5 separate regions of the Mus musculus genome follow, and all the other regions are linked to region 2. The links are chromatin contacts, called in public Hi-C, HiChIP or PLAC-seq and Micro-C maps. All regions are on one chromosome and are shown on one strand. Each heading gives the region's core, a stretch centred on a gene start, on an enhancer-like site or on the middle of the called end of the contact. The rest is flanking DNA. Distances are from core to core; before and after follow the strand shown. Region 1 overlaps Adam12 (a disintegrin and metallopeptidase domain 12 (meltrin alpha)). Region 2 holds the start of Insyn2a (inhibitory synaptic factor 2A). Region 3 holds the start of Ptpre (protein tyrosine phosphatase, receptor type, E). Region 4 has its middle 16 kb from the start of D7Ertd443e. Region 5 holds the start of Adam12 (a disintegrin and metallopeptidase domain 12 (meltrin alpha)).

Region 1 (4,244 bases), core at 1,395-3,894, 910 kb after region 2:
TTGTTGGTTTGGTTTGGTTTGGTTTGGTTTGGTTTGGTTTGGTTTGGTTTGGTTTGGTTTGGTTTGGTTTGAGATGAGTCTTAGAGCCAGAACTCAGGTCCCCATGCTTGCAAGACAAGGACTTTATCTGAGGAACCATCCCAAAGCTTAAGATGGATCCTACATAGCCACAATGCCACTGTCACACTCAACAAAATGAGCACAAATTCCACAGACTCATCCAATAACTGGCCCAGATTTGAATGTTCAGGGTAGAACAGTGCTCTGTCCTACAGGGGGTTGAAATGTGACTCTTTAGTTTTGGAAACACCCAGGCTTCTGGGAAAAAGAAAGAGCTCTGGTGGTATTTCATCCATTTTCCACACTGATTCAGCTCCCCAGATCTGAATGTGGAGAAATGCCCTTGGTCATAGTTGTTTTCTGGCCTTGGGAAGTGCTGATTAATTCAATAAGCTTTCAGGTGACTGGAGTATTCCTTTCAGGGAACTCTAGAGGGTTACAGAGGCAGATCGCTGTAGATGACATTTTTTAGTCATTAAACGATGCCTCCCTCCCTGCTCAGCATATTTAGCTCTGTTTCCCCCAGACGCATGGAAAGCATTCAGCTCTTAATGAAGAACGTCTTTCTGGAGCGTGTGTTTAGTGGTACACATGATGTCATCCCAACGTCGCATGCAAGATTGTAGTGTGAAAATGAAACCACAAATCTCATCTGAATCTGAGTTTTCTGGGTTCTTCAGAGGAAGTATTTTTCTGTTTTCCTTTTTTTTTTTTTTAAGAAAAGAAAGAGAGAGAGGAAGAGAGAAAAGAACAAATGAACCACTGCGTTTTTCAGGGCTAGGAAGCCAACAAGATTGGAAGCAGGCTGTTTGTTTGCCTGTTTGTTTGTGTGTTTATATGGTTTGTTTTCTGGCCAACATCCATCTGGACAAGGAAACTCTTATTCTAGGGTCAGTACATGGAGTAAGCACCCCCACACACCCACACATCCACCCAGGATATTTTGGGGATGCGGCAGTAGGAAAGGTTACAAGGAAAAGAAATTTGGAGCTGGGAGATAGCTTATTAGGTAAAGTGCTTACTGCATAGCCATAAGGACCTGCTGTATTCAGATCTCCGAGTCCTGAGTAAAAAATGTAATGGTGTGGATCTGTGTATCTGTAGCTCTGGCAGCTGATAAAATGAACCCAGGAGATCATAATCTGTGAACAGTAAATTAGGAAGGAGATTAAGCCTCCTGTTTCCACACACATCTACCCAGGCACATGAGTATACACACACACACACACACACACACACACACACACACTGCCTCTATTTCCAGCTTTTTATAAAGATGTTCCCAGGGTTAGAATGTTAAGTACAGCACACGACTCCAGAGACATCGCAAATAAAAGAAATTACTGTGTGAATCAAATGTGGACCAACTCCCCCTCCCCCCCCTTCCACAGCTTTTAACTGATTTTATGGTTTGAGGCCATGTTGCCTATTGCAGATTTCAATTTCTCACAGCCCTAGAAAACATGGCCATATAGTAAGTTGTCTAACTGACCCCATACAGCCATTAGTATTGGCCTTTTCTACACACAACGAGAGGGCCATAGAACATTCCAGAACACTGTTCTGACTGCACTACTTACGTTCTAGTAGAGAATTAGCTGATAGGATTAGCTACACTTCCATGTTAACCTACAGGACTGGAAGTGAATGCAAACTGGAGGCGCTGGGGGAGGGTGTTCCTTCCATAGCCCATCTAGCAGAGGGAGGCAAGTCAAAGGCCCACTGTGGGAATAATTGATCGTGGGAGCCTTTATCCTGGAAAGAGACCCTACCACGGCCCATTGTTACTGGCCTGGCTTTGGATGGTTCTTCCCCTGGGCTCTAAGCCACATGAGGCCTAAATGCAAAGCTTTGTTCAAGACAGAAAAGAGAAGAAACCGAGAGATTAGCCCAGTCCTTGGAGGTCAATTACAGAAAGGAAGATACACCGGGCTTGAAGATTACAAGTACTCCCTGTAGCTTCTTTAGAGCAAGGAAGACAGAATAGCCCTCCCCAGGAAGACAGAACCCAGCAAGCAGACCTCAGGTGGGATTTATTGTTTTGTTCTACAGTTTTATATTTAATATCCTTTTGTTGTCCCGGAGACACGGACTTCCCTTTTGTAAGTTCTCCTGCAGGCAGCGGTGCATGCTGGCTGCTGGCAGACACAGGGGTTTTCCTAGGATGTCCCAACTCAACTGAGCAGGAAAGCGTGTGTGCCCCACTGATGAGAGCTCTGCACACTCAGGTTCATAGTCAGGGGCCCCGTCTCAGGAAGGGAGGAAACCATCTATTCAAACTGCAGAGGCATTTCTTGGTGGCCTCTGCAAGAGCCCATGAGCAGTTCTGTGGGCTGGTTTAGAAATCTCTAGGATGGAACGGGTGGGGGGGGGGTCCTTTTCTGTCTTGTATCACTCCCTGGCAACGATATCATGGAAATTTGCAGAGCAGAACTCACTTTGAGCAAGCAGAAAGGAACAAATTTGATCTAACACACATTCTGTGAGCTTGGTTCAATGTAGGTCAGTGTCTAAGAGAGCCCAGCTGGCCAGCCTGCACGTCTGCCTGGGAGCTGGCTGGCTGGCTTCCGCCTAGGCCAAGAAACTCCCCCTCAGCCCCGAGCACCAATTAATAAAAGATCCTCTTCATGCAGTGCCGGTGAGGAGAGCGGGCTGAACTGCTTCCAGATTACTGGGAAAAAGCTTACCCAATTGGCGGACCTGAGTGCTCTCCAAGGGTAGCTGGTATGTGGAAGGAACACGTATACCAGACACGCTCGTTCTGAAGCTCAAGGCTGTGTATCCAAGGATTAGAAGGTGTTTGAGCTCCACGCCAGCCAGAGTTACATGATGAGACTCTGTCGCCAAACAAACAAACAAAAGAAGTCAGTTTGATGGTTCCTAACAATTTGCTAAATGTTTCATTAATGCTAGCAATTTAGAAACATTTCCTTGAAGATATCTATAAATATATATATATACATACATATATATATACACACACATATATATACACACATATATATCATATATACATACACATATGTTATATATACGTGTGTGTGTGTGTGTGTGTGTGTATAGTTCTGTATGAACTAAATACCAAATGATAGAATTTTTAAGGGTGAGAGTATCTTATCTCCTCAGGATTTTTGTTGATGTTGATAGCTACTGACTTTAGAGTAATGATAACTTCTACTCCTTCCTCAAACCAGGAAAGCAGTAACAATACAATTACTGTTAATATTATCTGTTACTGTATTTGATATATCTTTCTTATTCTTCATTGTTGTGTGTGTGTGTGTGTGTGTGTGTATGGCATTTGTACATGTTTGTATATCTGTACATATAAGCAGATGCTCCTGTATGTGTGTGTACACATGCATATGGAGGCCACATATCAGTGTCTTCCTCTATCAATCTCTGACTCATTTTTAGGACGGCATCCCTCACTGAACCTGGAGCTCACTGGTTGGCTAGGCTGGCTGTTGGTGAGATCTGGGAATCTCCCTGTCTCCTCCCCCAACCCTGCAATGCCATGCCATGATATTCAGCTTTTACAGAGATGCTGGGGACCCAGGTCCTTCCTCATGCCTGTGTGTCAGCCAGCCACGTCCTCTACTGTGTCTTCTTCGCACTTGCTGGCCTTGCACATGAGATCCGCCTCCCCCTCCTCCCCAGGCTATCTTAAAGCCTAGGTCCCCAGCTGCTAGTGAGCATTTGGGAGATTGTGAAGGCTTGAGGAGGTAAGGCCTGGTTGGAGGGAGTAGATAGTTGAAGACAGGTCTCTAGGGGGATGTTGGCTCTGCTCATCCATTCTCCTTTCTCTCTGACATGAAGACTCTCCCCAACCCCACATGCCTAATAACATTGTACCATTTTGTCCAATAAAATGGGCATGTGTCCAGGGAGTAACATACTGAATTAAACATGTAAGGTCTTATCCGACCCAGGTTTGACTACAGAAACTATGAGGTATTCTATAAATACCAGTGCATGAACTCTTCGAAACCATGAGCCAACATAACCCCTACCTCCTTCAGCTGTCTGTGGGGACTTTAGTCACAGCCATGCAGCAGTAACTAACACACAGCTCACTCAACACACATCTACGGAGCACACACTAACTTGGAAGCACTAGTGTAAGAACCGAGGGGAGAGACAGCCTTTGCCCTGATGGGACTGTACACCTCAGACAAACCCCT
Region 2 (4,475 bases), core at 765-3,264:
CTGCACACTTTTCTGTCTATCTGATTTTACTCATGGATCCCAAAGCCAAACCTTCTATTCTCAATGGTGCCACTCCCACATTGCCTGGCAGATGTGCAGTGACATACTTAAGAAATAGGAAAAGGGGTTTCTAATCTTATGGATTTACAATAAGGTAAGATTTACAGAAAGTTTTCTGGACAGAATTCCCAAAGATGTAAGAGCACACCTGGGGAAGGGGGCAGCGGGAGGCATGTCAGGCAGGAAGTCTTGCCATCTGCTGTTACACAGTCCCATCCTACACAGCCCTCTGGCTTCTAGCTGGGTAGCAGAGTCTATTCACCCTTGCAGACTGTCCTAGTCAGAGTTACTGTTGCTGTGACGAAGTGCCATGAGCAAAGGCAACTTGAAGAGTAAAGGGTTTAATTCAATCATAGTTCCAAATCACTCTTCATCATTCAAAGCAGTGAGGGCAGGAACCTAAGCAGGGCAGGAGCCTGGAGGCAGGAGCTAATACAGAGACCATGCAGGGTCCTCCTTACTGGCTTGCTCCTCATGGCTTACTCAACCTACTTTCTTACAGAACCCAGGACCGCCAGCCCAGGGATGGCAGCACCCACGATGGGCTGGGCCCTCCCCCATCAATTGCTAATTAAGAAAATGCCTTTCAGCTGGGTCTTATGGGTGCATTTTCTCAATTGAGGTTCCTTCCTCTCAGATAACTCCAATTTGAATCAAGTTGACATAAAAGCAGCCGGCACACAGGCCCTTTCCCCAGCCAGATCCCAGCCGCCTCCAGGCCTAAAGACATAAATGGGCTGGCAATCAGAATTGGGAGAATCTGGGTCCTAAGGGGCATTTTAAAGAGTGGGAGGGACAGAGTCTGGGTTCCTCAGGCTTGGTGCTCTCTCCATGCAAAGGGAAGATATTTTAGAATGACCTCCTCCTGAAACGTGTGGACACATCATCCTACATAGACAATGCAGTATCTTACAGAAAGCCCTTTGAAAGAGCTGAAAGTATATATAAAACAGAGAGCTGGGCTCTATCAGCCCACTGTATGAGGATAGAGCAATGGAGTGGCCTGGAATACTAAGATGGGATACAGGGATAAAAGGATACATAGAAACAAACCAGAGCCTGTCTTCTGTCTGAAAGGTGTGCTTGTAGGGGTGGGTGATTAAGAGCATTTCCCATCTGAATCCCAGTTCATTGGCCAAAGCTTACCACCATGTTATCGGTGGGGGCTACTTTCCAGTATGTCTCAGGTAGGGCTGGGAGACCTGTATGCAAGAATACTTAGTCCCAGTGTCTGCTCCTCAGCCCTGCTAGGCATCGGGGAAGACCCTGAACCTGCATCAGAGAGCTCACAAGACTCTGGTGGAGTTTGGGGTATATGCTGGGAATTGTCCTCTGTTCATGCTAAAGAAATCTCTTTTCCGAGTTTATTTAACTCTGATCAAAACAAACACAATCTCCCACTGCCTCTCTAGGGGGGTGAGGGGCAGAGGGACTAGGAGGTCCAGATGAGGAACAGTGGAGATGCCTGCTCTGACATGTCCACAAATTATCAGGATGCAACAGAGCTGATAGGCAGGCAGACACTCTCTACTTTGTCCCTAGGCCAATAAACAGGTCTGCGTTTCAAATCCTTATTTGAGGGACAGACTCCTGGTTGGTTACAAACGTAAAAAAATGCAAGAGAAACCTTCATCCCTAGTCTCTCCAAAGACACATCTGCAGGTGAGGGGGCGGGCGCCTTGCCCAGATGTCCACTCCCATCTAGGGTATTAACTACCCAGCAGGGGTAGGCTGGTTGACACCACAGAAAGCCATCAAGCAGGGTTTCCTATAGACAGCCCCACTCCTGAAGAAGAAATCAATAGGGTCCCCGTGCCTGCCTGAGGTGGCTCCTAGGTAGACTCAACAAGTTCCAGGGGCCCCGCAGCGCCGCCTGCAGCTCAGAAACCCTAGGAATGTGGCTGAGGAGCTCCGCGCACAGGCAGCAGCCAGCGGCTGCTTCCAGCACCTCCTCCTTCTCCTCCTCCTCCTCTTGCCCGCGATCCGTCTCTGGCTGGAGGGGCTCCTTCACGCGCCCGGCCCCCGCCCCACGCACGCGGCCTGGCCCGCCCCCGCCCCACCCCCGCCCCACGGGCCCCGGGGCTCCGCCCGCCTCGGTGGCAGGCGAGCGCACAGGCGACTGGCGCGCAGCTCCCGGTGCCCTCTCTTCAGTCCTCTGGCCGCTCGGCTGCATAGAGTAGCCGGGACCTGGTGCCTCGGCCAGGACTCCCCTCCCGCTCCCTCCCCGTCTCCGCCCCCTCCTCCCGGCCCCGGCTCCCGGATCTCGCCGAAGACAATTGCAGTAAATGAGGACATCTGAGGAGCACGGAGCCGGGTGGCTGTGGCTGGCTCCGCCGCGCCGCGATCGGGCGAGCGCGCGGGCGTCCCCGGAGCCGGCCGAACCACTGCCTCCCCGTGCGCGTCGCTGAGCAGGAGCCGAAGGGACTCGAGCTGCGGCGCGGGGGCCGGCCGGGCCGGGCGGGCCGGGCCCGTGGCAGTGGAGGGGGCGGGCGGCGGGCACGCAGCTGGCCAAGTCTCCGGAGCCGAGCCTCCTTCAGCGCGAGCCCGGAGATCCTTGCCGTGGATGCTCTGCCCCGAGTGCTCCGTGCCGCGCCAGGCTTGCCAGGGTCCGCGGCAAGACATGCCCGAGCCAGGCGCTGCACCGACCTCCACTTATCAGTAAGCAGCCAAAGGTAAGCAGAGCCCAGCATGCCCTCCTCCTGCACCCCAAGCCCTCTGTACTTGACCGCTGGCAGATGGGCGCAGACCCTGGCTCTTGCGCACGCAATAGCCCCTAAACTGGCTTCGCCTAGGTCCGGGACGGCGGGTGTAGCCCAGTGTAGACCCGGTGGCGGGCAGCGGCGAAGGTGGGGGGCGAGGTTACGCAACTGCATCTGGCAGGACCTAGTCGCCCAGGGGCATCTGGCAACTTTGGCTACAGTCTTGGAGGAGCGGGAATATGATGTCTATTCTAGACAAACGCCACAGCCTTGTGAGCACAGGACATCCTTGGCCAGGCAGAACTGGGCGGGAGGGGGTTGGGGGCTCTGGGGACGACCATCTCCCTGGAACGTTCGAGGTTTTGAAAGTATTATCCAAACTAAAGCGAACTGCCAAGTACAGTACAGCTGATTAACTTCAGGGAGATGGGGGGAATAAGTCTGAGCAGAGGGGCCCTGCCGCCTGCTGTTGAGCAAAGACCGAAGCAGGAGAGAAGGCAAAAAATGCCCACGTGAAATGTTGGTCTCTTCTCTTGGTTACGGGTATAGGCACCTTCTCTGAGCTGGGGTCTGCACCCCGCTGAGCTTCCGAGTGCACATGCCTGACCTGCACAATCGTGGGAAACCAACCGATGCTGCGGATCCTAGGGAGCTAGTGAGGGCAGGAAAGAGGAACGAACAGGGGCCAGCCCCAAGCAGGGGCAGAGACTAGAGCCCAAAGTCAAGAACAAGACTCGGCATCTTGCTTGTTCATGCTCAGGGTTCCAGGCTGGCGTCTCTGCTGCTTGAAAAAGAAAAGGAGCCTCTCCCTGTGACCTCAACATTCTACTACCCTGAAAATATGCCACAAGGAGATGGAGCCAGTGATAAAGGGATGCCAGAGTGGGGGAGGAGAGGCACCCCTGGAGTAAATAAGGAAGAAAAATGGGTGCCTTCTACTCTCTGCAGATCAGGGCTCAGGTCCCTTCCCCTCTCTTGGTGCATGCAGGCCTGGGGCTGGGGGACTGGCTGCCCTGTTGGACTCATGAGCTAGAGGCAGCAGGAGAAGCAGTTTAATTTGACCTTGTCTGCTTGGGTGCTGAAATTCTGCCGAAGCATCCCGAGGTGAAACTGGCAAGAGTGGGAAGGAACTTTGGGCAAGCCCTGCCTTGGCTAAGAACCCATGAGATCATTTCAGAGCACCAAGTCAAGGGCTAGCACAGGGTTGAGGTCAGTAGCTTGAAGTCTTTCTCTTAGAAAATGACTTGCGGGGGGTACTTTTTCACAGCCCGATCAGGGCTTGATCAAGGTTACAGAGCTAGGGACCTGATTAAAAAATACCATTCAGATCATAAAAGCTGGATCGCCCCCCATGAGTAGTTCATAAATAAGAAGGCTACTGCCTTTATGAAGCTGACGGTAAAGGCTGAACAGACCGTAATCATTGCACTCCGCAGAGGCGGAACATGCTGGGTTTTACTATTCATGGTGTGCTATTTCTTACACTCACATCCTGTTGAATGCTACTTTTCAAAGTTCATATTTATCTTTGCAATTTTTTGCAAGCATGATTAGCAAACGTGCACAAAACAGCTCAAAGAGGGGGGAAAAAAAGGAAGTCTTGCCATCTGCATACCTTTCCAGATATTAATTTACTGTCCGTGTTTACTCTCTACGTGAGAGGGTACTGCGTTCCAGGATGGGTTTATCAGATTTGAATTTGGTAGGGAAGAAGCC
Region 3 (4,603 bases), core at 1,138-3,637, 600 kb before region 2:
GCAAGAAACTACTTCCAAGCGCTGAGCTCACAGTCCTGTCCTAACCTAAGCCCCTGTTCAGCATCCCTTTTAGATGCAGAAAGGAGGCTAGTGCATTCGGAAGGGTGAAGAAAGCATTGAGAGAAGTTAGGTGAGTGTGTGGAGTCGGGGGCAATGAAGGCACACCTTTGATTTGGGACATGTTGGCGGTAAGGTTGTTGCCCTGGAAGAAAATACCAGGTGCACTGCAGAACATGCCTCAGCCTACCAATTTGTCTCTGACTAGCAGGGGCGTGGTTTCAATAAATGTCCTCAGAGATGGAGCCGTGAGGATCAATGAGGGACAACCAGGCTCAGAAGCACAACTTGACAACTGTAATGGCCTTTCCCACACCTCCCTGCGCTTCCTCGGGGTGAAAGGATTTGTGAGCAGGAATGCCTAGGGCTGAGGAGATCACTCCCAGGATAGTTTCAAGGGCAGAGTTTCAAGTCCTCCTCCAGGCCATCTCTGAAGTGGCAGGACTGCTGACCCAGGAGCTCTGCTGGGCCAACTTTGCCTCCACAGCAGAGACAAATGTGTTTCCAGGCTGGGAACCAATGGCCAGCCTTGTTCTAACCTTGTGACCAGACAGGGGCTCCAGGAAGCATTCAAGGACAACAACTCCCTTACTGAAACTTCAGGGCTGATTTGCCTGAGAGGTCCTGGATTATCAGATCCAGCTTGCCCAATGACCTGGCCTTTCAGGAAGACAAACAATGCTACCAACTTCCGAACCAGAAAACTGTTGGGTTGTGTTGATGATGATCCACAGGCAACATTGATCCCAAGAAACTAGGACCTGGGCCCAAACCTGGCATTCAGGAGACAGAAACCCTCTCCCTGACAATGTGGACCCCACCTTTTAGGCTAACCAACACCTGGCCTTTTGTTTCCCCAGGACCTTGAACTTGCACTGAGAGACCCAGCCTTTTGTCCATGTCCTGAAAGCTGAGGGACCTTGGCAGCCACCAGCAACCTACTGTTTCATGCCCCCTTTGGCTTAGTCCCTCAGCTTTGGAAAAACATTCCCACCCCCATTTCCCAGCTCCACTTTAACTAAGCATAGGTTTTTACATTGTAGGAAAATAAATGCATAAACATTGTTGCAAAGGTGTCCAGGCACCTTGGGTCACGAGGCACTTAGGTGCAAGGACATTAGTGACTAGGCAAGAGACACAATCATTTCTAGAACACATGAGCACCCTTTGCTGGTCTTCCTTCAAACTCTCCGACACAGTCAAGGCTCCATTTTCTTCCTGTAGTTGCTGAGGTTCCAACACTTACAGAGTCGTTATAAATCAATATAAACCTACAGGCATCACACTCTAACCTCTCTAGAACAATACTTCATGACTGAAAGGAATTTAGGTCAGATCCAGTCCCTAGTCCTCAGGCTTGGCTCTACCTCATCACCCTGTGGGTCTCCAAGCCTTCCCCAGATGGTCCCAGGAAGCACCAAGATGGGTACCGCTGGCCTTTGGCTTCAGGACCTCCTCAGGTCCCCCTACGGACTGCAATTCGTGGCGTCATACCTGAGCTACCTGCCAGGTTCCACCTTGACCCTGAATCCCCAACTGACGCCTGCCGGGGAAGGCTCCCGGCCCTAGACCGGGCGCCAGCATCCCCGCAGCGCCCCCGCTGCGCCGGGAGTTGGCGCAACTCGAGTCACTTTCTGGAAAAGCTCCAGTCTTAAGCCCTGCGTGCGCAGCCCCCAACACACCGGTTGGAACCCACTCCCGTTTCCACTGCGTTCACACACATCCCCAGGTTGTTGTCCTCTTCCTACAGTCGCCACCCACAGACACACGCCCTCTGTGTAGCTATTCACCGAGAGAGCTGCCTAGGTGGTAGCCAAGTTCGGACCGCGTCTCGAGCAGGTAGCTGGGGTCGCAGGGTCTACAGTCGCTAGCATCCTGTACACTAGGAGGATGGCAAGGACCTGGCTCGGACGCAGCTCCCGTACAACGACCCGTTTCTCCCTGGCAGTGGCCCAGGATATCCCGGTCTGCTCAATGTGCACGGGGAGCACGGCCATCTCCGGACGTACTGCCACCCACCCTCACCGCGCCACTCACCTCCCAGGGACCGGTGCTGTAGCCCCGATCGCTCCGCCGCGGCGACTCCGCATCTCCCGGGCGCCCGCCCGACGCGCTCCGCTCCGGGGCGTCCGCTGTCCCCGCCGGCGCGAGGGAGGGTCGTGGGGACGCGCGTAGGCAGTGAGGTACCTGCGCCGCCGGTGACTTCTCTCGCAGCCCGCAGTCCGTAGCCCGTAGCCTGTAGCCCGCAGCCCGTAGCCCGCAGCCGGCAGCCCTCAGCCCTACAGGAGAGCAGGAAATCTGTCTGGCCCGGTCCGGCCGCCTCCAGCTCTGGGCTAGGGCTCCGGCTCCGGCTCCAGCTCCAGCTCCGCGGCGGGGGCGGGGCCGTGGAGCTGCGAGGGGCGACGGCGACGCCTGGTGCCTGGCTCTGGGAGCGCACCGCGGGCGCTCACCCTCCTGGAGCTTTGGCCTTTACACTGGGAGGATGCAGGAACATGCCCTCTCTCCTGGCACTCTGACTGGACACTCTATCAGGGAGGATCCTAAAAGGTGATGGCACTCAGACGAGCCATAGAGAAAACTCAACGTCCCTTCTATTTAGCCTTAGCTCTGGACACCACAAAGTAGTGTGGCACTTAAGGTTTCGCAACTGGTAAAGCAGGGCTGGGACCCGTGGTAACAGCCCTGCTTCAGAGAAGTCGGCAGAGCTGAGAAATGTTAGACACTCCCTCCCAGAAAAAGAGTGTGCGGGCGCCCCATGGTGGGTGCTGGGGGTATACAATTAGTAAGAAATGTCTGGCAAAATTAAACACACATGGAGCAGAGCGCAGTACAGGGACCAGATCTGCTGCTCTGGGGAATTATTTCATAGTGGTTTAGTTTGGACTATAAACGAAGTCCAGCTTGACACAACCTAGAATTGAGACTCATGGGGAAATCATCTAGATCAGGTTGGGCTTCAGACATGCCCATTGGAGGTTGTTTGGATTGTTAATTGATAAAGGGAATCTCATTCCACTGTGGGCAGCACCATTCCCTAAGACCGGGGTCCTGAACAGTATAAGGGAGAAGGCTAAATGGCATTGGGCACGCAAGGGTGGGTTTAATCCATTTGCTCTTGACTTTGTAGGTGATGTCTGAAGTTTCCTTCTGGACTTCCCTGAAATAGTGAACTGTAGCTTGAAGTTGTGAATCAAAGAAATCCTCTCTTCCAGAGTTTACTCCCCCCCCCCCCGATATTTTTTCTCAGCAACAGAAATAAAACATCCTGACTGGAAGGCAGAAAGCACAACAAAGCCATGGTGTCTATCTTGGTTCTGAACCTGTTTGGTTGGGCCAGGGCATAGCCTCATGGGGATGCTGTTTCTGTGTTGGGGACCTTGCTTGCAGAGCTTATAAATGAAGGAGGGAATAAGTAAATGAATGGCAAGAAAGGCATGCGTGGGATATTACCTCACCCTTCAGTTTACTGCTGTTAGAGCTGCAGAGCCAAGCTGACTTATAAGGTGACAGTTTCAAAGGGCCATCAGTCAACTCCTAAGTTGGCTGGAGCCTGTACTGGACAGAGCTGTAGACTGGAAGCCTGAAGAACTGTGGAACCCTCCAGAATGCTAAGAATGCTCTTCCTTGCCCATGTTCCAGGACCCAAGCTCAGGTCTTCCTTCTCTGCCCCACGCACCTCTGTCTCTGAAGACCTGAATTGGGAAATTGGGTCTTCTTCCTTTCCTGCCTCACTCACCCCTGCTTCCGGGGGCTTCTCCAGAGCTGTAACACCTTTCACGTGCACATCATTCAGAAGCATTCGGCCTTCCAGACACCAACCAGCAAGCTCAGTTCTTCAGGCACCTCCTGCCAGTCTAGCCCCAGCTCTTGCTCTTGCTTTCTGGGCCTTGACTCTGCCTCTGTGCATCTTGAATAAAGTTCCTTCTCTTCCTCGCTGTGCTTGCCTCTCCTCTGACAGCACTGTCCTCTGATCTCAGACATCCCTCACCCCCAAGTAAACCTGACTGCAGTGATGCTGTGCCCAACTTCCCCAGTGACTCCTGAGCCCTTGCTTATCTAATGCAGCCATGGATCCTTTTTCTCAGTGCTCTAGAAAAGCTACTTCCTGCCTTGGTCCCGCCCCCTTTGCTACCTTCCTATCAATTGTCATCCCAGTGCCCTCAAACCCCTCTTCTCTCTTGTAGCCCTCTTCACCGACATTTCTGACTGAATCAGGTGGTTTTGTTGTGGTGGTTATTTTAAGACAGGGTGTCTTAGCTAGGGTTTCCATTGCTGTGAACAGACACCATGACCAAGGCAACTCTTATAAGGAGCAATATTCAATTGGAACCTGTAATTTAATTACAGGTTCAGAGGTTCAATCCATTGTCAGCAAGGCAAGAAGCCTGGCAGTGTCCAGGCAGGCATGGCTCTGGAGAAGGAGCTGAGAGTTCTACATCTTGTTCTGAAGGCAGATGGGAAAAGACTGGCAAAGCCCACTATCTTAGTTAAGGTTTTGCTGCTATGAATAGATATCATGACCAAGGCAGTTCTTATAAGGATGACA
Region 4 (4,452 bases), core at 190-2,689, 560 kb after region 2:
TTTGCATCTGGGAACGTGTCACACCTCCTCTGTTTGGTTTTTCTTTCATTTCCTCTGGTATGATTTTACCACACTTTAAATATAGGTCGTGCGTATTTCACTTCAGATGTGTTTCCAGATAGGCTGGCTTTTTGTTGCTAGTGTTAATTTGTTTTCTCCTGGTATTTCCTTGTTGAATGCTGCTGTTCTTCACAGTTATTGTCCCTTGTAGATTGGTTTGACTCTAGGTCAATGAGTCCTACTTTCTTTTTAAATTTTTATTTATTTTTTAATGTATGCATATGTGTGTCTAAACCGACATATGTGTGGGTGCCTTGTAGAGACCATAGCAGGGTATCAGATCTTCTGGATTTGGAGTTTCAGGCACTTGAGGATTCCTGAGTTGGGAATTGAACTCAGGTCCTATGAAAGAGCTGCAAGCTCCCTTAGCTGCTGCGCATCTTTCTAGCCCATCTCTCACTCTCTGATCTCACAATGCTGGCAGGTCCTGTGGTCTTACTTCCCCGATTTTTACATCTTGTTTGGCTCTTCATGATTTACTACACCGAGTCTCATTATTTATAATGAGTTCTCCCCAAATCCATAAGTCATATAATACACTTAGCAAAGTACTTGCTAAGACCTTTAGAATATGTTGCTTTTAGAAATGTTGTCTATTTTCATAGAAAGCACCAGAAAAAGCATTATTTATTTTGCTTCTTTTCCCTCAGAGTTTAATGTTTAGCTATTTTGTGAGTATTCTAGTTATGGGATGGATTGATCTCTATACTATTTAGCCTGTGTGAGTAGAAGAGAAGAAAACCGTAAGATGTGTGTATTTATTGACTTTTAAATAAGAATTTTAAATAAGAGCAGTAGCTGGAGGTGACTGCTTTGAATGAAACCTTTGTCCTGCCATGAAGTATGACTGAAGAGGCTCCCGTGAGCAATTAAGAATCCCTACATAGTACACACACACACACACACACACACACACACACACACACACACGCCCCTACTTACACCAATATCAGCCTTTCCACTACAGAACAGACCTGGCAGAGATTTGCTATTCTATTCATGACAGGTCTATTTTCCCTGCTAGATGCACTATTCCTAACTAGAATAGGATTTCTGAGAATTCCAATGTGAAAAGCCTTTCCCAAGTGCTCCAAAACGCCGTCAGAGTTCCCTCGTACTGTTCTACTCAGTGTCTGGACTGTGGGGGCCTCCTCCAGCCTCGTGCTCCCTGCAACCCTGGAGGTTTAATCAACTTCAAAGCTACTTTAGCTCCAGGCTCAGTTTCCTGTAGCCAAGAGTCTCTTGCCCATCAGCAAGGACCAGCTTCTGGCAGTGACTCAGCTGGCACGGTGCCTCCCACCATCATGTTAAATGTTTCATAATGCTTTGGCTTTGGGGCTTCCCCACACAGTTAGCAGATGGCTTTGCTTTTGGTTACTCTGAAGGGAAACTCCTTCAAGTCTAGAATAAGCAGAGGCCAGAGGCAAGGCTCCCAGTATGGACTTCCAGATATATAGCTACTTGGGTTAAAATCTCACCCTTCCCCTTGGGGGCCAGAGGGGGCGCTAGATCCATTTGTTTGCTTCTCTGAGCCACAGCTCCCAGAAATGTCAAATAGTTAAATGAGAAAAGGAGATGAGGACCTGTGACCACAGGTGCCAAGTGTACACTTCTCAGAGAGGCTGTGACAAACTGCCACAGCAGCAAGGAGGCTGAGACAGACTCGGACAAACTCACACCTGGAACCTCCGGATACCCACGATTGAGGTGATGGCAAGGTGGGTTCATTCCCAAGTCCAGAAACTTGCCTCAGGCTTCCTCCAGCTTCTGGTGGCTTTTAAGTGATCGTTGGGGTCTCTTGTCTTATAGAAACAACACCATGTCTCTACGCATGCCATTTTGTTTTGGAGGTAGAGTTTTTTTGTTATTTTTGTTTGGTTGGTTTTGTTTTTTGAGACAGGGTTTCTCTGTGTAGCCCTGGCTCTCCTGGAACTTACTCTGTAGACAAGGCTGGCTTTGAACTCAGAAATTCGCCTGCCTTTGCCTCCCAAGTGCTGGGATTAAAGGCATGAGCTGCCATAGAGTCTTATGTATCCCAGGCTGGCCTCCAACTCATTAAATAGGCAAGAATGATTTTTAATAAGCCCAAACTTTCTGATCACCCTTCCTCTGTCTTCTGAGTGTTGGATTATGGGTGTGTGCCACCACGCCCAGATTATACATTGCTAGGGATCAAACTGAGGGCTCTGGGCTAGACAACAGCTCTACCAACCGAGCTACGTGTCCAGCCCCTTCTGCCTGCACCTCTGCTTGACACTTTCCATGTGTGTGTTTCTGCCTCTAGTTTCCCATTTACACACTAGTCAGATTTGATTAGAAACCACCCTGACCCAAGACCTCATTTTAACGTGATTATATCTTTAAAGGTCCTCTCCCCACATGGGGTCACAATTTGACATGCTGGGGTTAGTATTTGAACACAGGGATTTTGAGGGAACATGGTTCAACCCACAACAACATTCAATAAACATGATCAAGGGTGATGTTTTTTTCTTTTCCAGTAACACGCCAAACCCTGGGGAATCAAGTCCAGATGAAAGAGAGCAATCTGTGCTGGGGGAGAAATCAAAGAACTGTAAGACAAGAAGGAGTTTGCATCTGTTGAGCCAAGCCATAGGGAAACTTGAAAACAGTGGGGTATCTGAGGCTCTAAATCTTGCAGGAGAACGGCCTGTGAAGCTAGGATCAGAGGCCTCTGGGTGCGTGCGTACATGTGCACCACAGGGCTGACACGTGGGGAGGTTCTTTACTCTGGTCACTGCCATCAGAAGCTCCATCTGTGGAAGATATTCTGTTTTCATGGGCCATAGAGTTGGGGCTGAGGGGTTTTCCAGGTTGCTAAGCAACGACATTCTCGTTCCCTGGTATGTGCCCCTCTCCCCCAAACATCTCTCCTTAGGTAAAGGCTACCTTGGGACCACTGATGACAATTTACAACTTCTTTTGCACATGTGCTATCAGCTCTAGAAAGTCTTCTCAGCGGATGGGCTGACGCTTGTCAGGCCTTGGCTGTTTTCCTCATTGAACTGTGCTAGTGGATCCAGGAGACTTGACTTGGGGTCCTCAGGAGAAGTGGCCCTTGAGGATCTGTGTGCTGCACGGCGTTAAGTGTGATATCAAGCCATCCTCCGTTTTAACTTTCAAATTCCATGTGCAAGTGATAAAAAAGCAATTACCTGTTATCTGGGTGAGGAGAGAAGATAAGCCCGACCTTGCTTTCAGGCCTCTGGAGTTTTACCTTCCTGTGTTTGTTTAATCTCAGGTGTACCTGTGGTTCTAGGCCTGGCCAAGAGAAGGGTAGGATTGCCTAATTCATCCCTCAGAGGCCCTATGTTTTGGGAGAAACACAAAGACCTTGAGCAACCACCCCTGAGCCTCTGAGCCTCTGAGCCTGGCCCATCCGCTAACCTGTGGGATTTTCAGGGGACTTAAAGTGGGTGACTTTATTTATTTATTTATTTTTTTAAAATCAGAGTCAGACAGGGTTGTGAATGACTCAAGAATACTCTGCTTGGTGAACACACAGCTGTGGCTTCACTCCCTGGTCTGAGGTGTTGGTCTCAAGTTGAGAGAACTGGATGAAGGCGTTTTGTTTGTACGAGGCCCCATAGCCTGGTGGGGGCTGTGCTCTCATTTGGAAACACGAGGTCTGGCTTCAATTCCTTTCTCTGAGTTTGAGCTTCCATTTCTAAATTTGATTGAGTTTAAGCCTCGATTTGTTTGTTTTGCTTTCTTCTTGAGACAGTTTCACTGTCAAGCAAAAGCTGGGCTGGAACTTGATCTTTATAGATCAGGCTAACCTCACCCAGCCTCTGCCTCTCCAGTCCTGAGATTGGAGGTTTACATCTGATATTTCCCGTTGGTTTTTCAGGTGTTTTGCTATTTGTTGGTTAGTTTTGAGATAATCTCATGTAGTGCACACTGACTTCCACGGTTGCTATGTAGCCAAGGATAACCTTGAACTCCTGCTCCTCCTGGCTCCAGCTCTACGTTCTGTACTTTGTAGACCGCAATACCTCACTCCTTCTCTTTAAAATGAGGTCCTACAGAAGTAAGGATTAAGGAGAGGGTAGTGCAGGCCAGCTGCTTTACAATGCTTACACACTCAGAGCATCCAGAGGGGGTCTGAGAGTTAAGTGTGGCTGGCCAGTGAGTATTCTTCTGTGCTGTGTGGTGTTGAGGAAGACTCTCTCTCCATCCGCCTGCACCCACATCTAGAGGAGCAATGTCTGCATCTATGAATAGAAGAGATTATGTCCGGACTGAGGAGGGCCCTGCACAGTGCTCACTGCAGAACCCTCTGGGAAATGGGCAATGTACACAGGTTAGGCACTTCTATTGACTATGGTCTTCCATAGATTTTTGTGGCTTTTTACAGAGCTGGAGCAAACC
Region 5 (4,277 bases), core at 190-2,689, 710 kb after region 2:
GGAGAGTAAGGCTACTTTCCAGCGAGGTGGTCAGGAACACAGCCTTCCCCAACCCGACTCTCCTCATACTGTAGATCTGACCCAGAACAGGGGAAGCTGTAGGACCAGAACAGAATCTCTGTGGTTGGCCCGACCCCCAGCTGCAGTGTAATCAACTAAGGCTTTGAAAACTGCCAGGCCCAAGATGGGTTCTGGTTCACTGGCCAGGATGGGTGTGGCATCCCCTTGAGCCCTTACAAGTTCTAAGAAGTTCCCATGTTAGGGACCACAGTGGCCATTATTCTCCAGATGTCTGTCTGTCTGTCTGTCTGTCTGTCTGTCTGTCTGTCGCCTGCTGCTTCTCACTTGGTTCTCAGGAACACAAAGAGTCCGATTAGGAATATGTCAGGCCAATGAGAAGGCGGGGAAGGGTACAACTATAACCCTGAGGTGAGGCCTTCCATCCCTTTACTGGGGCTAGCCTAGCTGTGTTCCCGAAGAACAGCTCACTCTGAAGATGTAGGAGGCTGCCTGGCAATTGGCATTTTCTCTCCCCGTCAGGCTTTGCCCACTATCTTGGTTTTTTGTTGAGGCAGAATCTCACTTGGTAGCTCAGGTTGAACCAGACAGGGTGTAGCCCCTTGTTGGCCTCAAACTTGCAGTAACCCTCTTGTCTCAGCCCACCAAATGTTAGGATGAAGGGCATGCATCACCAAGTCCGGCTGCAATTTGCATCTCTAACCAGCCAAGCCAGGTGCCCCTTAAGATCAGTGAAGTTTGGAACGTATCTGGACCTTTTCCTGGGTCTAGATAACTGAAAGGAAACTTTGGCCAATCTATCAGCATCAAAACCAGAGCACCACAGCGAAAACGCTGTGCCCGAGTGCCTGCTACTGTAAATTCAATCTTATTTCTGAGGTGTGAGGTACTGGTTTGGCGGTTTGGAACGTCCAGCCACAGGCTGCCTGGCTGTGCACCATATACCAGACCTGTTCCTCGCGTCCCGCCGGTTCCCAGCTAGCCAGCAGCTAGCAGCCCAGTCATCCTTTCCAGCCTCAGTCTGGAAAGCTGGACCCCGGCGCCGCGTGTGCTCTTGGCTGCCGGCGCCCCGGGCCCCGCGGCCACATCATCCTGAGGCTGGGAAGTGTGCGTTCTCGCGCCTTTGCGCCACACAGCTGGTCTACGCGGCGGCTCGCACAAGGGGTCTGAGGGTATCCTGCATCCAGCCACCCCCGGGAGTGGATAGGACCCAGGCTGTCGGGGACCCCGGAGCGGTCTCTAGGACCCGCGGGACGCCGCAGGAAGGCGGGGTGCGGGGGAGACGCTAATTTGTTCCGTGGTAATGAGAACGGCGACTGCTGGCCGCGGATCCATTGCACAGGCCCGCCCTCAGATCGCTGGTCCCCGGCGCCAACTCGGACAGGCTGCTCATTTATTGCAACGGTCAAGGGCGGCTCGTGCCAGAGTAGCGCGCGCGCGCACGCACACACACGGGGAGGGGAGAAAGTTTTTTTTTGAAAAAATGAAAGGCTAGACTCGCTGCTCAGCGACCCGGGCGCTGCGCGAGGGGGTCGCGGCAGACTCAGGGCAGTAGGACTTCCCCCAGCTCGGCGCCCGCGTGGGATGCTGCAGCGCTGGCCGCGGGGCCCCCGAAGCAGCTGCACGCCAGGCCGGCGACAATGGCAGAGCGCCCGGCGCGGCGCGCGCCCCCCGCCCGCGCCCTCCTGCTGGCCCTGGCTGGGGCCCTGCTGGCGCCCCGTGCAGCCCGAGGTAAGTCACCCGCACAGGCGGCTGCCTGCGCGTCCTCTCCCCGCCACCTCGCTACAAGTCAGGGTCTCCGCGAGTGCCACAGCCACAGGGAGAGCAAACGCACCCAGGGCGCATCTGAGGACCCCCCTGGCTCGCGCTCCCAGAGCCTTGACACTGGTCCCCCGCCAGGTGCTCACTCCGGGGGTTGGGTTGGGGTGGCACGGGAGAAGAAGACGCTTTGCTTGGGGGCCTTGAGGCAGCTAATGTCTGAATGAAATGTCTTGGAGTGACATTTGCTCCTAAGGCTCACAGTGTCTTGACAGTTACACGTGTCTCCTGGGAGGGTGTGCGTGGGGTCGTTTTCCTGATCCAGTGGGGTAGTGAGTTCCTTCACCCAGCTTCGGAGTCAACTCCCCACGAGGTTTCCTTTCCACCCCCGCTCTGACACAGCTGGGGGATGCAGAGGACGCCCCCCGCGGCCTCCCATCACAGGTGTACCTGCAGCGCTCTTTACTTTTTTTTGTTTCAATTGACTTCGTGGCCCTTAGCGATTTCTGGCTTCACTCGCTAATTGTCAGTAAGGATCAAACTTTAACAGAACTCATTCCCCTTTCTTGCTCATCCTTGGTAAGTAAGGGCTTACACCAAGACCTCGTGTAGCGCGAGTACCCACTCCAGAGTTAAACAAAAGTGCATACATTAAAGGAGTTTTTATAGACTTGTATTTTCCTGAGTTGAATCTTCTTAAAGCCCGGGCACCTGTGGATCCTGTTTGTATAATGAGAACTCACAGCAGGTGCCTTTTTAAAATTCGGGAGCTTCCCTAGTCACCCTTGCTGCCGGCCCCTTTTGCCGCTAGGGGCGCTGTTCACCAATGAATGATTCACCTTGGCCTCCAACTCTTATTTCTGTGATTCTAGGTATCAGGCATTTAGCTAGCCCCCCATCATCAACTGTTTCCAACACGAAACATTTCATTTCTCAACTGTCACTGTTATCCTCGACCCCCAGCCTGTCTACCATAATGTAACCAAATTCTAGCTCCCATAAATACCTACACAGCAATAAAGACCAACTTGGCGAATTGGTGATTAAATTAAACAATTGTACATATCAACCATCAGCGAAAAGGGCAACAACGCTGACGACTATTTAGAAAACTCTGGGACCTGCAGGTGAAAACCGCAGTCAAAGGTGTTTTTGAGAGGGTTTGGTACAAACGGTTTCCTTTGAAGGTTGAACAGCAAATGTACTTAGAAACATGTAAACTCAGTTTCAAAGTATGTCTGAATTGGCCTTGAACTTGGCATGTGCTCCACACACACAAACAGAAGTCCAAGCACAGCTGATATTTTTTAGAGGCAAATGTTTATTAAATAAAGCTAATAGTGGGGAGTTATTTCATCGGGAGGGAGGCTGCAGCCTCGGCAGACAGAGCCTTGCCTCAGGATGGGGCAGACATCTTCAGCCCAGCAGTAGGGCCAACACACTTGCAATGGTTTAAGGACTGTGGTTTAATATTCCAAGTTCATGGTGTGTTTACACTTAAGAGTCTCAGAATCAACTCTCAGTCCGTTCCCCAAGTCCTGTCGTTGAGGATGTTTGAAAATGCAAACACATGAAGCATTTATTCATGTTGGCAGACGAAAGGAATCATTACTTGTCGAGGGCTGAGCATATCCTGAGTTTGACCGTAGCCTCGTTCATTACCCCGAGCTCCAGCGCAGCTAAGCACAAACACATCCAAAACAGAGTCCCGGATCCCAACTACCGCACTCACAGCAGTCTTCCCTGCTGCAGGGATGATGTCTGATGCTTCCTCCGGATGCCTCATGCTGACACTTCATCCCTGAGGCTCCCGTGTATTCCCATCTCCCTAGCTCCTTCTGCTTTAGTGCATATTCCCATCCAGGCTGCCATCCACACATCCCTCTGCAGAAGTTCACTTGTGTCCCGGGAGCTCTTGAGCTGTACACTTGATGTTCCTCTCATCTTCCCATGGGTGTTCTTTCTAACACTGTAGCCAGTGTTGTTACAGTCCATCCTCAGTCAGACCCTGGGAGTTGCCTTTCTCAGAACTCTCCGGTTACTTTTGTGTTCATGTATGTGTGTGAGAGTTTATGGGTGTGGGGATGCATGTAGAGGACAGGTGACAATCAACCTCCAGTGTCATTTCTTAGCTACCATCCTCCTTTTATGAGCAATGTCTATCACTGGTTGGAATGTATCAAGTAGGTGTGACTGGCTGGCTGGTAAGCCCTAGGGATCTTACCTACCAATCTCTCCTGCCTTGTAGCCATGGGATTGCGAGTGTGTACCACCAAACCTGACTTTTTGCATGAGTCCTGGGAATTGAACTCAGGTCCTCATGGTTCCACAGTGAGCAATTTCTAGATTGAGCTATCTCTCTGACCCCTCAAACTGGTTCTTCTATAGGAATATGATTCACCGATTGCTTCAAGGCTGTCTTTAATCAAGGGCCTGGAAAGTTTTCTCACATCCTTAATTCTTTTTTAAGCAAATACCTTTTTCTTCCTTCTTTTGTTTTT

What was found. A called contact is a pair of places that touch in the nucleus more often than the background predicts. HiChIP or PLAC-seq counts read pairs in DNA pulled down with a chosen protein or histone mark.
Region 1: a Hi-C map of cortical neurons shows a contact between it and region 2, with 3 times the contacts expected there. The contact joins the enhancer-like site here to the promoter of Insyn2a in region 2. A contact is called at or near these places in 1 of 39 promoter capture datasets (embryonic stem cells), 1 of 484 Hi-C or Micro-C datasets (cortical neurons), 2 of 115 datasets of contacts at active chromatin or transcription factors (astrocytes and embryonic stem cells) and 1 of 9 other capture datasets (embryonic stem cells).
Region 3: a contact with region 2 is called in a Micro-C map of embryonic stem cells, with 6 times the contacts expected there. The contact joins the promoter of Ptpre here to the promoter of Insyn2a in region 2. A contact is called at or near these places in 5 of 39 promoter capture datasets (embryonic stem cells, frontonasal cranial neural crest, hippocampal neurons and 2 more) and 1 of 484 Hi-C or Micro-C datasets (embryonic stem cells).
Region 4: a contact with region 2 is called in a Hi-C map of cerebral cortex, with 3 times the contacts expected there. The contact joins the enhancer-like site here to the promoter of Insyn2a in region 2. A contact is called at or near these places in 1 of 484 Hi-C or Micro-C datasets (cerebral cortex) and 3 of 115 datasets of contacts at active chromatin or transcription factors (embryonic forebrain, embryonic hindbrain and forebrain).
Region 5: an H3K4me3 HiChIP or PLAC-seq map of embryonic forebrain shows a contact between it and region 2, with 8 times the contacts expected there. The contact joins the promoter of Adam12 here to the promoter of Insyn2a in region 2. A contact is called at or near these places in 7 of 39 promoter capture datasets (the C10 cell line, embryonic stem cells, hippocampal neurons and 4 more), 4 of 484 Hi-C or Micro-C datasets (cerebellar granule neurons, cerebral cortex and cortical neurons), 5 of 115 datasets of contacts at active chromatin or transcription factors (embryonic basal ganglia, embryonic forebrain, embryonic hindbrain and 2 more) and 1 of 9 other capture datasets (liver).

The regions. Positions count from the first base shown.
Region 1 is chr7:134,024,816-134,029,059 of GRCm38.p6, reverse strand. The region is part of intron 3 of Adam12 (a disintegrin and metallopeptidase domain 12 (meltrin alpha)); the gene reads left to right. It overlaps Gm39103 (a long non-coding RNA gene), which reads right to left. Exons shown (of 3, transcript XR_870012.2): 2 at 2,748-2,897. Among named protein-coding and RNA genes, the nearest start is that of Gm39103, 4.2 kb to the right of the region's middle. Within about 2 kb of position 2,644, at least 95 of the 459 cell types and tissues checked have an H3K27ac peak or open chromatin away from gene starts, as enhancers often do. A contact at or near this core is called in cortical neurons, where this site is marked.
Region 2 is chr7:134,935,969-134,940,443 of GRCm38.p6, reverse strand. Insyn2a (inhibitory synaptic factor 2A) reads left to right here and starts at 2,014. Exons shown (of 4, transcript NM_001143802.1): 1 at 2,014-2,732. The region is part of intron 27 of Dock1 (dedicator of cytokinesis 1); the gene reads right to left.
Region 3 is chr7:135,535,608-135,540,210 of GRCm38.p6, reverse strand. It overlaps Ptpre (protein tyrosine phosphatase, receptor type, E), which reads right to left and starts at 2,387. Exons shown (of 21, transcript NM_011212.3): 1 at 2,095-2,387.
Region 4 is chr7:134,378,573-134,383,024 of GRCm38.p6, reverse strand. It overlaps a transcript of D7Ertd443e not described here. Among named protein-coding and RNA genes, the nearest start is that of D7Ertd443e, 16 kb to the right of the region's middle. Within about 2 kb of position 1,439, at least 35 of the 459 cell types and tissues checked have an H3K27ac peak or open chromatin away from gene starts, as enhancers often do. A contact at or near this core is called in cerebral cortex, where this site is marked.
Region 5 is chr7:134,222,259-134,226,535 of GRCm38.p6, reverse strand. It overlaps Adam12 (a disintegrin and metallopeptidase domain 12 (meltrin alpha)), which reads left to right and starts at 1,439. Exons shown (of 23, transcript NM_007400.2): 1 at 1,439-1,749. The coding sequence starts at 1,659.